2 separate regions of the Sander lucioperca genome follow, and region 2 is linked to region 1. A link is a contact called in public Hi-C data. All regions are on one chromosome and are shown on one strand. The core of a region is the stretch at or near the end of the contact, and the rest is flanking DNA. Distances in the headings are between cores, read along the strand shown.

The links. A called contact is a pair of places that touch in the nucleus more often than the background predicts.
Region 2: a Hi-C map of liver shows a contact between it and region 1, with 3 times the contacts expected there. The contact joins the promoter of LOC116048575 here to the promoter of LOC116048581 in region 1. A contact is called at or near these places in 2 of 2 Hi-C or Micro-C datasets (liver and muscle).

Annotation. Positions count from the first base shown.
Region 1 is chr23:7,413,038-7,418,963 of SLUC_FBN_1.2, forward strand. LOC116048581 (carbonic anhydrase 1) reads left to right here and starts at 3,823. Exons shown (of 7, transcript XM_031297748.2): 1 at 3,823-4,003; 2 at 4,264-4,461. The coding sequence starts at 3,976. rbis (ribosomal biogenesis factor) reads right to left here and starts at 1,342. Exons shown (of 4, transcript XM_035998082.1): 1 at 1,157-1,342. rad51b (DNA repair protein RAD51 homolog 2) reads left to right here and starts at 880. Exons shown (of 1, transcript XM_031297746.2): 1 at 880-2,291. The coding sequence starts at 1,070. The coding sequence ends at 2,140.
Region 2 is chr23:7,576,061-7,581,757 of SLUC_FBN_1.2, forward strand. LOC116048575 (protein adenylyltransferase SelO-like) reads left to right here and starts at 1,874. Exons shown (of 19, transcript XM_035998079.1): 1 at 1,874-2,096; 2 at 3,263-3,381; 3 at 3,471-3,599; 4 at 4,671-4,735; 5 at 4,855-4,911; 6 at 5,072-5,170; 7 at 5,662-5,697. The coding sequence starts at 2,084. It overlaps pdss1 (decaprenyl-diphosphate synthase subunit 1), which reads right to left and starts at 2,141. Exons shown (of 11, transcript XM_031297743.2): 1 at 1,933-2,141; 2 at 635-699; 3 at 51-186. The coding sequence starts at 2,085.

The DNA.
Region 1 (5,926 bases), core at 2,573-5,072:
TACAATCTAACGTGCTTTCATTAAAGGAAATCGGCCAACCAAATATAAAAAAGAAAACAAAATAGAGAGAATTTGTATTATTAACTAATCCTACAGTCAAATGCAGGTAGTTAAGTACAATTTTGAAGTACTTGTACTTTACGTGAGAATGAATGCTACTTTATACTTCTACTCCACTATATTTTGGAAACCAATATTGTACTTTTTACTCCACTACATGTATTTGACAACATTTGACCGTTTTAGATTAATACAAAATATAAAAATACAAATACATTCTGATGTATGGATTACTGATGCATTTCTTACAGATTATTGCATCACTATGTATAATCCAGTGATATAATATACTGTATATATAAGGGCCATTCTGCGTAATGAGTACTTTTGGTACTAGTAACGTTATAACGTTAGCTAGTTAAAAATGCTTATATACGTGTATATGTTAACATGAGTAAGATTTTGAATGCAGGACTTGTAACAGTATTTTATTATATTTTTACACTATGTACAAGATCTAAGTACTTCTTCCATCACTGGTTACGGCAACTAGACAACCTTTAAGTAATAAACCAGCGTTACATGTGAGACTACAGTTATTTTCGTCACCTTCTAGTGAAGATGACGAAAGCACGAAAACAGTGCGTTTATAGCGTAAGGACTTAACAATGAAAACTTAGAAACACACCGTAATTTAGGAGCTGATGTTTGGTGTTGATATCCTCACGTGCTCGATAGAACCATTGACATATGGGTGCCTTTTCTATCACGTCATCTGTTTGCGACAACTGTTGACACCGTTTTCCCATGTCCCGCCCATGGTCCCGCCCTGCGCTCCTTCTCTCACACTTCTGATTGGCTTACCTTGACATTCTTACCCTAACCCTAACCAATCCCACTCCTCTTGCCTAAACCTAACCAACCAGAGCAGCGAGTGCTAGCAAATCAGAGGGGGAGTAAGGCGGGTCATTCCTTCGCCATCATACATCCATGAGCATCCTAGGGGGGGGGAAAGAAACTCCGTTGTTGAAGTTGTCAAATGTCGAACCTGTTTTTTCCGTCTTAAAAAATGGCGACCAGAATACTAAAGCGAACCGGCGTATCACATGACATGTGTGAGCAACTCAAACGACATCAAATAGAAAGTTGCAAGGACCTATTGTCTCTGTCTGCTGTTGAAGTTATGCATGTTGCAGGGCTGAGCTACCAGAAGGCCTCAGTGCTGCTGCAGTCAGTGAGCAAAGCCGTTGCACCGCCAGTCACGACGGCTCTGGAGCTGTGGAAGCAACAGTCCTGTTTCTCCACGTCGTTGCCTGCTCTGGATAAACTTCTGAGAGGAGGCCTGCCCCGTGGGACCATCACAGAGGTCACAGGGCCCTCTGGTTGTGGGAAGACTCAGATGTGTTTGATGCTGAGTGTTTTGGCCACTCTGCCAAAGAGTGAGGGCGGCCTGGAGAGCAGTGTGATCTACATCGACACAGAGTCAGCTTTCTCTGCCGAGAGGCTGGTAGAGATCGCTCAGAGTCGGTTCCCAGACTACTTCAGCGGTAAGGAGAGAGTCCTTCAGATGGCCGGGCGGGTGCACCTCTTCAGGGAGCTCACCTGTCAAGATGTCCTCAACAGGCTGGATAGATTAGAAGAGGACATCATTTCAACCGGAGCGGGTCTCATCATCCTGGACTCTGTAGCCTCAGTGGTGAGAAAGGAGTTTGACACAACGCTGCCTGGCAACCTGATGCACCGCAGCAACCTGCTGGGTCACGAGGCCTCCACCCTGAAATACCTGGCCCACCAGTTCAACATACCTGTGGTACTCACCAACCAGATCACAACTCATGTGGGATCTGAGGTGGATTCTGGGTTTGTGACAGCGGCTCTGGGTAACACCTGGAGTCACAGTGTCAACACACGTCTTATTGTCCAGTATGTGGACGCACACCAGAGACAGATACTGATAGCTAAGTCACCCGTGGCCCCGTTTGCTGTGCTGAACTACACCATTGAGAAGCAGGGCATCTGTATAGATGGAGATGATAGTCGGGAGAGTTTGTATGAAGGCACAGATCCAGGCCTCCAGCCAATCAGGGTCCAGACTGGATTCAACTACAACTTGAACACATCTACAGACTGCACAGACTAAACACAGCTCACCTGTGGGTGGGTGTGTGTGTAGTGACACAGCTACTATTGTATTAAAGCCGATACATATTTCACCTTACCTGTTGTGTCTTTACTCTATCTAACATAAAACACCATCATTTTGAAGGACAACTTCATTGAGAAAACTACTTACTTCATTCCAGTCTTAACTTTTATTTAAAAAAAAAAGAAAAAGAAAAAGAAAATACATCTTTTATGTTCAATTTATCGTCATAAACCCCCAAAATATTACCCTGAATATTTGATTTCCAGTGAATAAAAGCAGAAAACACTTAGAAAACTTTTTGTTTTTGGACGTGGAGCCTTCAAAACGAAAGCACAGTAGTTTAAATCTGTTGCAAATAATGATTTTCTAACATTATCAAATTAATTTTGGCACCCCGTTTTGCGCCAAATTACACTATCGCCATACTGAAATTCATGGTACAGTAGGTCTATGAGTTGACATTATTAAAAGTTATCTTTGGAGAAATTACAGCATGACATTTGAATTACTGTATTGCAATATTACTTTAATTGGATTAAGATTAATTCATATTAATTTAGTTTCTGTTGGTTATGTTTATTATGCCTCAAACCTGCATGGAGAGAATAAAAAAAAAAAAACGCACCAAAAGCCTTGTAGTCCCATTGACCGACAGCAGGTGGCATCATAATACCATCACAGCTGTGTTCATCTCCGCATGTTTGATTTTCTGATCGGCTGAGCTATCATTGAACACTGAGCTGTTTTGGCCACAAGGGTGATGATCATCAATAGAAGGATGAATGGAATACTTGTCATGCCAATCACATAGGCATAGGCCTACCGGTATGTTACTAATATGTGATTATAATGTGTTGGTCAATTCTTTATTAGTAAACACGGAGTCATCAGTCCAAAGACACTAATTGTGTTTTTGATTAAAAGTGTGTTTTAATTGCCTATAGGAGATAACAAGTACTTCTTTTTTCTGCAAATAACATAACGTATGATTCCGTGCAGTATTTTTTGGATCAAAATAAGCTACAGTGTTAAAGCCAACATTAACAACTATTGTTACAATTGGTGTTACACTGTATTGATTATTACATTGTCATCAAATGTATAGTCTGTTTGTTTTACTCGTATTTAGTCGTGATACAACAAGTAGGCAACCTTGGAGTTTTCCGTTTTAGCGTGTTAGTATTATTATATATTCCCAAAGCAATTCTTTCTATAATGTCACACAGCTGTAGTTTGAAGGTGGCACTTAGCCTGCATACATTCGCGTAATTCACTGATATGACAAGTTAAACCTGTTGAATGAAAGGTGAGAATGTGGGAACTTTTTTCGAGGAATATTATCTTGCTCGTCTGTCGAGAGAGAGAGAGAGAGAGAGAGAGAGAGAGAGAGAGAGAGAGAGAGAGAGAGAGAGAGAGAGAGAGAGAGAGAGAGGGAGAGGGAGAGAGAGAGAGAGAGAGAGAGAAAGAGATGATTGATCCTAAGTGTTAGAGAGAGAGAGAGAGAGAGAGAGAGGGAGAGAGAGAGGGAGAGAGAGAGAGAGAGAGAGAGAGAGAGAGAGAGAGAGAGAGGGAGAGAGAGGGAGAGAGAGAGAGAGAGGGAGAGAGAGAGAGAGGGAGAGAGATGATTGATCCAAAGTGTTGCAACGTTGCGGCGCATCCAAACTCCTCCCGGTCATTGCGGACATCATGTCCGACACACACACCGCTCACAGGGGACCCTATATAAGGTCTGCAGCTGTCAGGTGGAGGACACTGGCTCCTTTGGGCTGACGGACGACTCGCTTTAGGGAATTACAGCTCTACATACTGATAGATCCAAAACTGTTACCATGTCTTGGGGATACGCAAAGAACAACGGTGAGGCGCTCATTGCAAGTACACGCTATAATGCAGAGGTGACATTAATGAGAGGGTATGTTAAAACCAGTCATTCCGTCAGGCAGTGAATGAATGGAAGGACAGAGAATGCACAGACATTTTTAATTCTGTACATTTGGGGGGGGGGGGGGGGCTTTTCTGACGCGCGTATGAAGCACATCCCCAAATGCGCAATTTGTTTCATTAAAAGCCTCAACTAATATTCCTATGATCACAATTTATTATCATACTGTTTTTAGGACCCGACAAATGGGCTGATAACTTCCCTATTGCCAATGGACCCCGCCAGTCTCCCATTGACATCGTCTCTGGTGCATCATCATACGACAAGGGGCTGAAGCCGCTCAGCCTGAAGTACGACCCGTCCACCTGCCTCGAAATCCTCAACAACGGACATTCCTTCCAAGTGACCTTCGCAGATGACACCGACAGCTCAAGTTAGTGTGACATTAATATTTGATGAACACAGGCGCTCAGTGGAGAGCCTGCACGGCTTGGTATCAACGCTCCAGAATCCGATTATGTGCATTGTAATATATCGTCTTAACCTGGAGAAAACACAATATCTTCTTATTTTTTAAATTATTATTCCAATATTTGTAGATATAATAAGAGGAGCTGAAAGAGTATTGTACCTGGGCTATTGTTTTGGTTTGGTTGCTAACAAAGACAATTAAGGTCCTGGTGATGATTCATAGGATGCAGTAACCTGCTAAATGCGGCATTCAGGTTTAATGCATGGCTCCTGTGTGTTAACAGCAGCTCTCCCAGTCTCCACCTTAAAGACTATAGAACTCAAGCATGTTAACATTTAACATATTATGTTAATATTTATGTGGATGCATGGGTAATTGCGCCCCAGTTTCCAGTAGCGCCAACAGGGATTTGACAATAATGATCCAACAGACAAACATTGATTTTTGTTTTTTTTATTAGATTATTTTGGGTTGTTTTTATTTTATTTTTTTACATGCATTTCGTTAATACAAATACATTTTGGTAAATAGGCTGCAAGGGCTTCATTAAATGCCAAGCACAAAGCATGCAGAGACTAATTGAATTGGTAATGTAACCCCGTGGTAAACCTTTCCCACGCCAACTCTTTTCTGCTGCTTGTGAGGTCAAAAGCGCAACAAAGAAACCAAGGTTAGGCTACTCTGAGTCAAACAAACTCTGGCTCGGTTCACTATCAATGCGCCAAATGTGCGTGGAAGTGAGATACTATAAAAATGAAGCTTAACTGTTTGTTTGTTTTCCTCTTTTGTTTAATTGCATTTATTCATATAAGATTGTAAAAATATTTTATTTCAGTAAGAGACCAGAAAAAGGATTTAGGATTTGGAGGATTTTGGATTGGTTGTTCTTTAGCTGATCTGATAAAGTATAGGCTAATAAAGAATATGCTTACATTACCAACACAATGATGGATTATTTCTGGTGGACATTTATCAAGATGAAAAAAAAACAAAAGACCTTCTGCTAAGAATGAGCTAGATGAGTTAGAGCATCTTAATCTTTCCTTGCTATTTCACTTGTTTTCCACCCTGCCCTTCTAAATAAAGGACAATCTGACGCTGTCATCGTCATGCATCATGTGTGTGTGTGTGTGTGTGTGTGTGTGTGTGTGTGTGTGTGTGTGTGTGTGTGTGTGTGTGTGTGTGTGTGTGTGTGTGTGCAGTGGAAAAGATGAATACCACACAGCCTCTTTATTTTTGTATTTTTTCAGTAATGCCTTTAACTCCCACACATCTCTCAAATTCTTCAAGATCAGTTCTGCACCTTTTTAATCTTTTGATGCTGACTACTGAGAAACAAATATCCTGTGTGTGTGTGTGTGTGTGTGTGTGTGTGTGTGTGTGTGTGTGTGTGTGTGTGTGTGTGTGTGTGTGTGTGTGTGTGTGT
Region 2 (5,697 bases), core at 624-3,123, 160 kb after region 1:
GTTATATGTAGAGACACATAGCAAGTACACTCTCTGTATTGAAAATGTACCTTTCTGATGTCATCATATAAATTAGTTAAATCTTTCTGGGCTAATGTGAAGGGGTCCTTCAGCTTTGCGTCACTGTGTACAGTCTTTCTGCAACAGCGAGGCTGTAGTGTGGGATTCAGCAACTGTGACTTGTGTCTGGAGAGAAAGACAAACAATATACACTAACAGTGAAATACAGAAAAGCACAAAGTAATCACAAGGAGGAATATTTTATTGAAAATGGCCTATATCTTGATCACTGTGCTACAACATACTGTTTGTTTTGATTCTATTTACAAAGCCTAATTTTATTTACAATATGTACAGGATACAACACCCTTCGAAAAGTAATAAGGAATAATATTGGCTCATATGTATCGGTAATTTATTTGGATAGCCATTAGCTGTTACCGGGGCAACCACTACTCTTCCTAGAGTTCACAGCAACAAAAAAAAAAAGTTTCATGTGATAATGTAAATCTTGTGTTGCTTGATGTTTAACCAAATTGCTAAAGTATAGCATGCTAAAACTGTGTGGTGGTGTAAGGTGACCATTATTATAAATAGTTTGTACAGTGCAAAGCCTTTGGTTAAGAAAACTCACCTGGTGAGAGATGTGGTAAAGTTAGTTTTGGCGTGTATCTGTGTTGGTAGTGCTGGTGGTGGCCCCTGTAATAACAAAGTTCAGTTCAGTTCAATTTCATTTATATAGCACGTTTAAAAACAACCATAGTTGACCAAAGTGCTTAACAAGCTCAAAAAAAGTTGTTTGTGTACATTATCTTTTTATTTATTTACAAAATAACCAACAGACAATTGGTGTCAAAGCTCAACTTGAATTGAAAGCCAACGAATAGTAGCGGGTCTTAAGCAAGGACTTGAATGTTTCAACGGTCCGAGATGTTCTTATACAGTATGAATAGGTAAACTGAATAGGGAGGGGGGGGGGGTGTAGTAGTTTTGACTCTTTTCAGCATTTAATAACCGTTTTATTATGGTAATTACAATCAGCTCTATTAGCAAAGTATGTGAGTAGGCCTACACATACAAGAACTCTGGTTTTTGAAATTCTCAATGTACCTACATACAGTTCCAAGTCCTAACTAACATGAAGATGGAAATAGACAAACCAAAAAACAAGCACCAACAAGCTGAACAAAGAGCTAAACATAAACACAAACCTAATGTACAAACAAACAAGTAATGAAAAATAGGTGTGTATATAAAAAGCAAGAATGACCAACAATACAATGACAAGTCAAGTGTTCTATAGATTGTAAACAAATGGGAGTAACAAACGTTTATCAATGACAAATGAATGAATGAAAGATCAAATCTAAATGGACAGGAACTTGACAAAACATTTGTTAGACTCAAGGCAGACAGCTAGCCAAGTAAAGGAAAGTGCTCGGAGTAATTAATCTGTAATATCAGGGGCAGGTCTTGACCTTTATTTGTGCTGAGTGATTTCTGAATGAGCCAACAACCCCTGCAACAAGTCGATGGGTCAACATTAATCTACGAAATACTAACAAAACACTCTCGCGAAAGACAAAAGGCAGTTACATTACCAGGAAAACATACAGATAGTTGTATAGCTGAAAATTACTACCATTCAGCGTGGATGGCTGACAGCTTGCCAGTGACCTTCCCGGGTTTGACAGCACACGTTTATTTTTTTTCCCAGGATGGCGAAAGCATAGCCCGTCCTACTCTGGCTCTGATTGGCTTACCCTGACATTCTTACCCTTAGCCTAACCAATCCCACTCCTCTTGCCTAAACCTGACCAACCCAACCAACGAAGACAACGAGTAATAGCCAATCAGAGAGAGATTAGGGTGTGCCATCCTAGGAAATATAATGTAGTTCGGTGTACCGCTAACAGTCAGCCACCAACTCACCTCATTCCCCGGTACGGAGCTCCAGGATCTCTGCCCCAAAGAGGATGTAGAGAACGCAGCCCTGCCATTACAATGCCACAAGGTTTCAAACAAACTCGTGCTCGTACAGTTTGCACTCCACCTTCTGCACTGCCTCAACCACGGGCACGCCATGTTCTCAAGCGGTGGGGCTTCGGCACAGGATATATATTTCAGCGGAACCGGAAGTCAGTTACAGTTGTTACGCATGGTGTTGACGTTAACGTTAGCCATATATGGTAGAGTTGATATAAACATTAATTAATTCCTCGAAAATGGCATTATTATCAGGGATGCAGCGGTACATGTAAACACAGATTGTTGTCTGTTTAAACTGAAGATAGGAAATTGTCTTCTTATGTCTCCGGGGAAATGTGTCTTGTGTACTATTTGGGGGTAGTAGCTAGGTTGCTAACAGCTAACGTTAGATAGCTCTAACGTAGCTAGTAGTAGTAAATATTGGTGGTGTTTTCGAAACTTAATAATATATTGTCTTGGATGTAATGCCGAATTAACCTAGCTTTTTATTTACACACGGCTATTAAAAAAATAATAATTCTAGGTTGAGTTTTAGTCATTGTAGTTAGTCATATTCCTGAATATAAGATCACATTATCATAATTTAAGATAACATTAAGTTATACAATTTGAGGTGCTTGTACTTTGCGTGGTAATGCCACCTTAAACTCCACTAGCTACATGTCAGAGTGAAAAGGCTGGACTTTTTAGTCCACTACAGATTCAGTTAGGCTACTTGTTTCTTTGCAGGTTCAGAATTTACATACAACACATACGATCAAAACAATATGATGCAGTTGTATAGATTAATTATTATTACTGCGATATTACTGTACTAGTAGTTTTAGTGAAGTACAGGATTCAGGTACTTCTTCCCCCAATGTGTGCACCAGCTGGAAATGATACTACCCATTTTCAAATCTACAACCACATCAGTGCTTACAGCCAGGTTGCTGTGTCTGTGACATGTGGAGCCCCTGCAAAGTGTTAGTTTTTGCTCTGGTAGTAGCATCCAGCTTCACATATGTACGTGTTCTGGAGTTCTGCCAAAGTACTCGCCATGACTGCAATAGTGAGATCCATGACAATAAGGGATCAAAGAGCAAGCTTTCCCAACACACTGTCAAATCCAGGTGGAACATGAGTGTTTCAAACCTTATACAGGACCTGGACCAGTTCAGAGTGTCCTGCAAGAAGCTAATAGGTAAAATGTGATTTGTGTGTCTTTGAGGTCAGTAAAAAGAGTGTTATAACAGTAATAATGTCGCAATTTAATCCTTTCGGTCCTCTGCAGAAGCATTCCCGATCGATGAGGTTGATGGCAACTTTGCTCGCTCTGTAAAGCACTGCATATTCTCCAAATCCAATCCAACCCCACTGAAAGACCCGTTAAGACTAGCAGCGATTTCTAAGGTGATGGTACAATATCATTGGCAGCACCGCAGAACAGTTTTCACAGTAAAATGTGAAGTATTCAACTATATCTAAATTTGTCTCAACAGGACGTCATTGAAGGGATTTTAGACTTGGATATGGCTGTAACCCAGTCAGATGATTTCCTGCATTATGCCAGCGGAGGAAGACTGCCATTAGGATCTGTACCACTTGCCCACAGATATGGAGGTCATCAGGTAATGATTCATTTGCTAATGGCGTGCACATATAAACTTAAAAATACAAACACAAATTACAACATATCAAGTTTCAAAAACAGATTTTTTTTCCAAATAAAATCAAGATAGACTTTTCTTTGTAATAAAAAACGGTGTTTCTTTTATAAAATCACATCGGCCGTGGACACATGGGCTGAGCTGAGTAACGTGATAACTTATCCCTACAGATATCTGGATTTTTATACAGGTTCCTTAATCAAATAGCATTTTTTTATAGATGAATTGTTGGGCATTTTAGGCCTTTATTTATATAGGACAGCTGAAGACATGCAGCAAAGGGCCCCAGGGTGGAACCTGAGGCCACTGAGTCGAGGAGTAAACCTCAATATATGGGCGCCTGCTCTACCAGGTGAGCTACCCAGGCACCCCAAATAGCATTTTTGACCAGTAACATACGTATACAGTATAACCTCAACAGATAATTCATTAACTGAGGGCAAAATTAAGCCAAAGAAAGTATATTAGCAAAGTCAAGGAAACTTGGAAGTCTGTGTACATTTTTAGTCCACTACAGATTCAGTTAGGCAGTCCACCCCAACGGGACTTACCATCTCCAACAGAAAACACTGTTCACAAACTGCTCCAAACAGCTCTGTTGTAGTCCAGCCTTTACTTCCATGACGAACGTGCGTCACTCTGACTTTGACTTTGTAACACACGTTATAATGCTCACCTAGCTGCTAGCGTGCAACTAGCGTGCAACTAGCGTGCAGCTAGTCAGTGCTCTGCAGCTGACTAGCTAGCAGTACTTACTGCGCATGTGCGACTCAACAAAGATGGAACAGAAGTGAGATGCCTCACTAAAACAGAGAGCTCAACACACAGGGTGAAAAGAGGAGCTGCAGCAATGTGCAGTACAACAAATATATGGTGTTTTCTGAATATTAAACCACATAAACCTATTCTGATATAACCTCTAAATACAATTATGAACCTGAAAATGAGCATAATATGAGCACTTTAAGATAATAATACCAGTGGACTAGAACAGTTGGTGACATTAAAATTTACTGTAAATATCTCCATCAGTTTGGCTACTGGGCAGGTCAGCTGGGCGATGGTCGTGCACATTCCCTTGGTCAGTATACCAACAGGTGAGAATATTTTATTATTATTTATAATTAGGTTCCTAGTGTATTCAAAGTACTTTGTATTCAAGTTGCATTTCCAATTTAAGATTTAATTTATATTCCTTATAAAAAATTACCCACAGGAAAGGCGAAGTATGGGAACTGCAACTTAAAGGCTCTGGGAAGACACCTTACTCAAGGTATGTTTTTCAGCATACCCTTTTACTTTTTCTTCCCCCCTTGTTTCCCTTTGCCACATTTGGCAACATTGTATGTCTGTGATACCAAATAGCAGCAAGAGGTAACTTTCTTTATCTGAAATTTCAATACGAATACGAAAAAATGAACATTTTAATGCAGGTCAGGAGATGGTCGAGCCGTGATCCGTTCTTCTGTAAGGGAGTTCCTGTGCAGTGAAGCCATGCATTTCCTTGGTGTTCCAACCAGTAGGGCTGCCAGGTGAGAGGGACAGGTGATGGATGAAAGACAACAAACGGGGTTAACATATCAAGGGATGTGTTTGTTTTTAATAGGCCTTAATATTGTCTATTGGATTCATAGAATTTGTCCAGTTTCTTCGCAGTTAGCTAGACCATTTACAGTAGCTTACAGCATTTACTTACACCAGGCACATCCTAACATTTGATAAAAAAACAACATTTCAAAAGTGTTTACCAGGCCCCAAATAATTCAGTACCTGGAAATGTGTTACATTTGATTCCTCTACTTCCCATGATGACATGTTTAAGAACCCTGCAGAAGGCCAGTATCTGTATAAACATGTACATCTCAACATTAATTTGGCATTCAGATTGATAAACCAAGATGAACTACCTTCTTAAAAATGTAATGAAGACAGGGGCTTGTGTTTGACACCAATGAAAGGACAGAAATGTTTTGGAAGAAATGTGAATCTGTTACTGATCTGATAATGCTTTGCTTTGTTTTAGTCTGGTTGTAAGTGACGAGCCGGTGATAAGGGATCA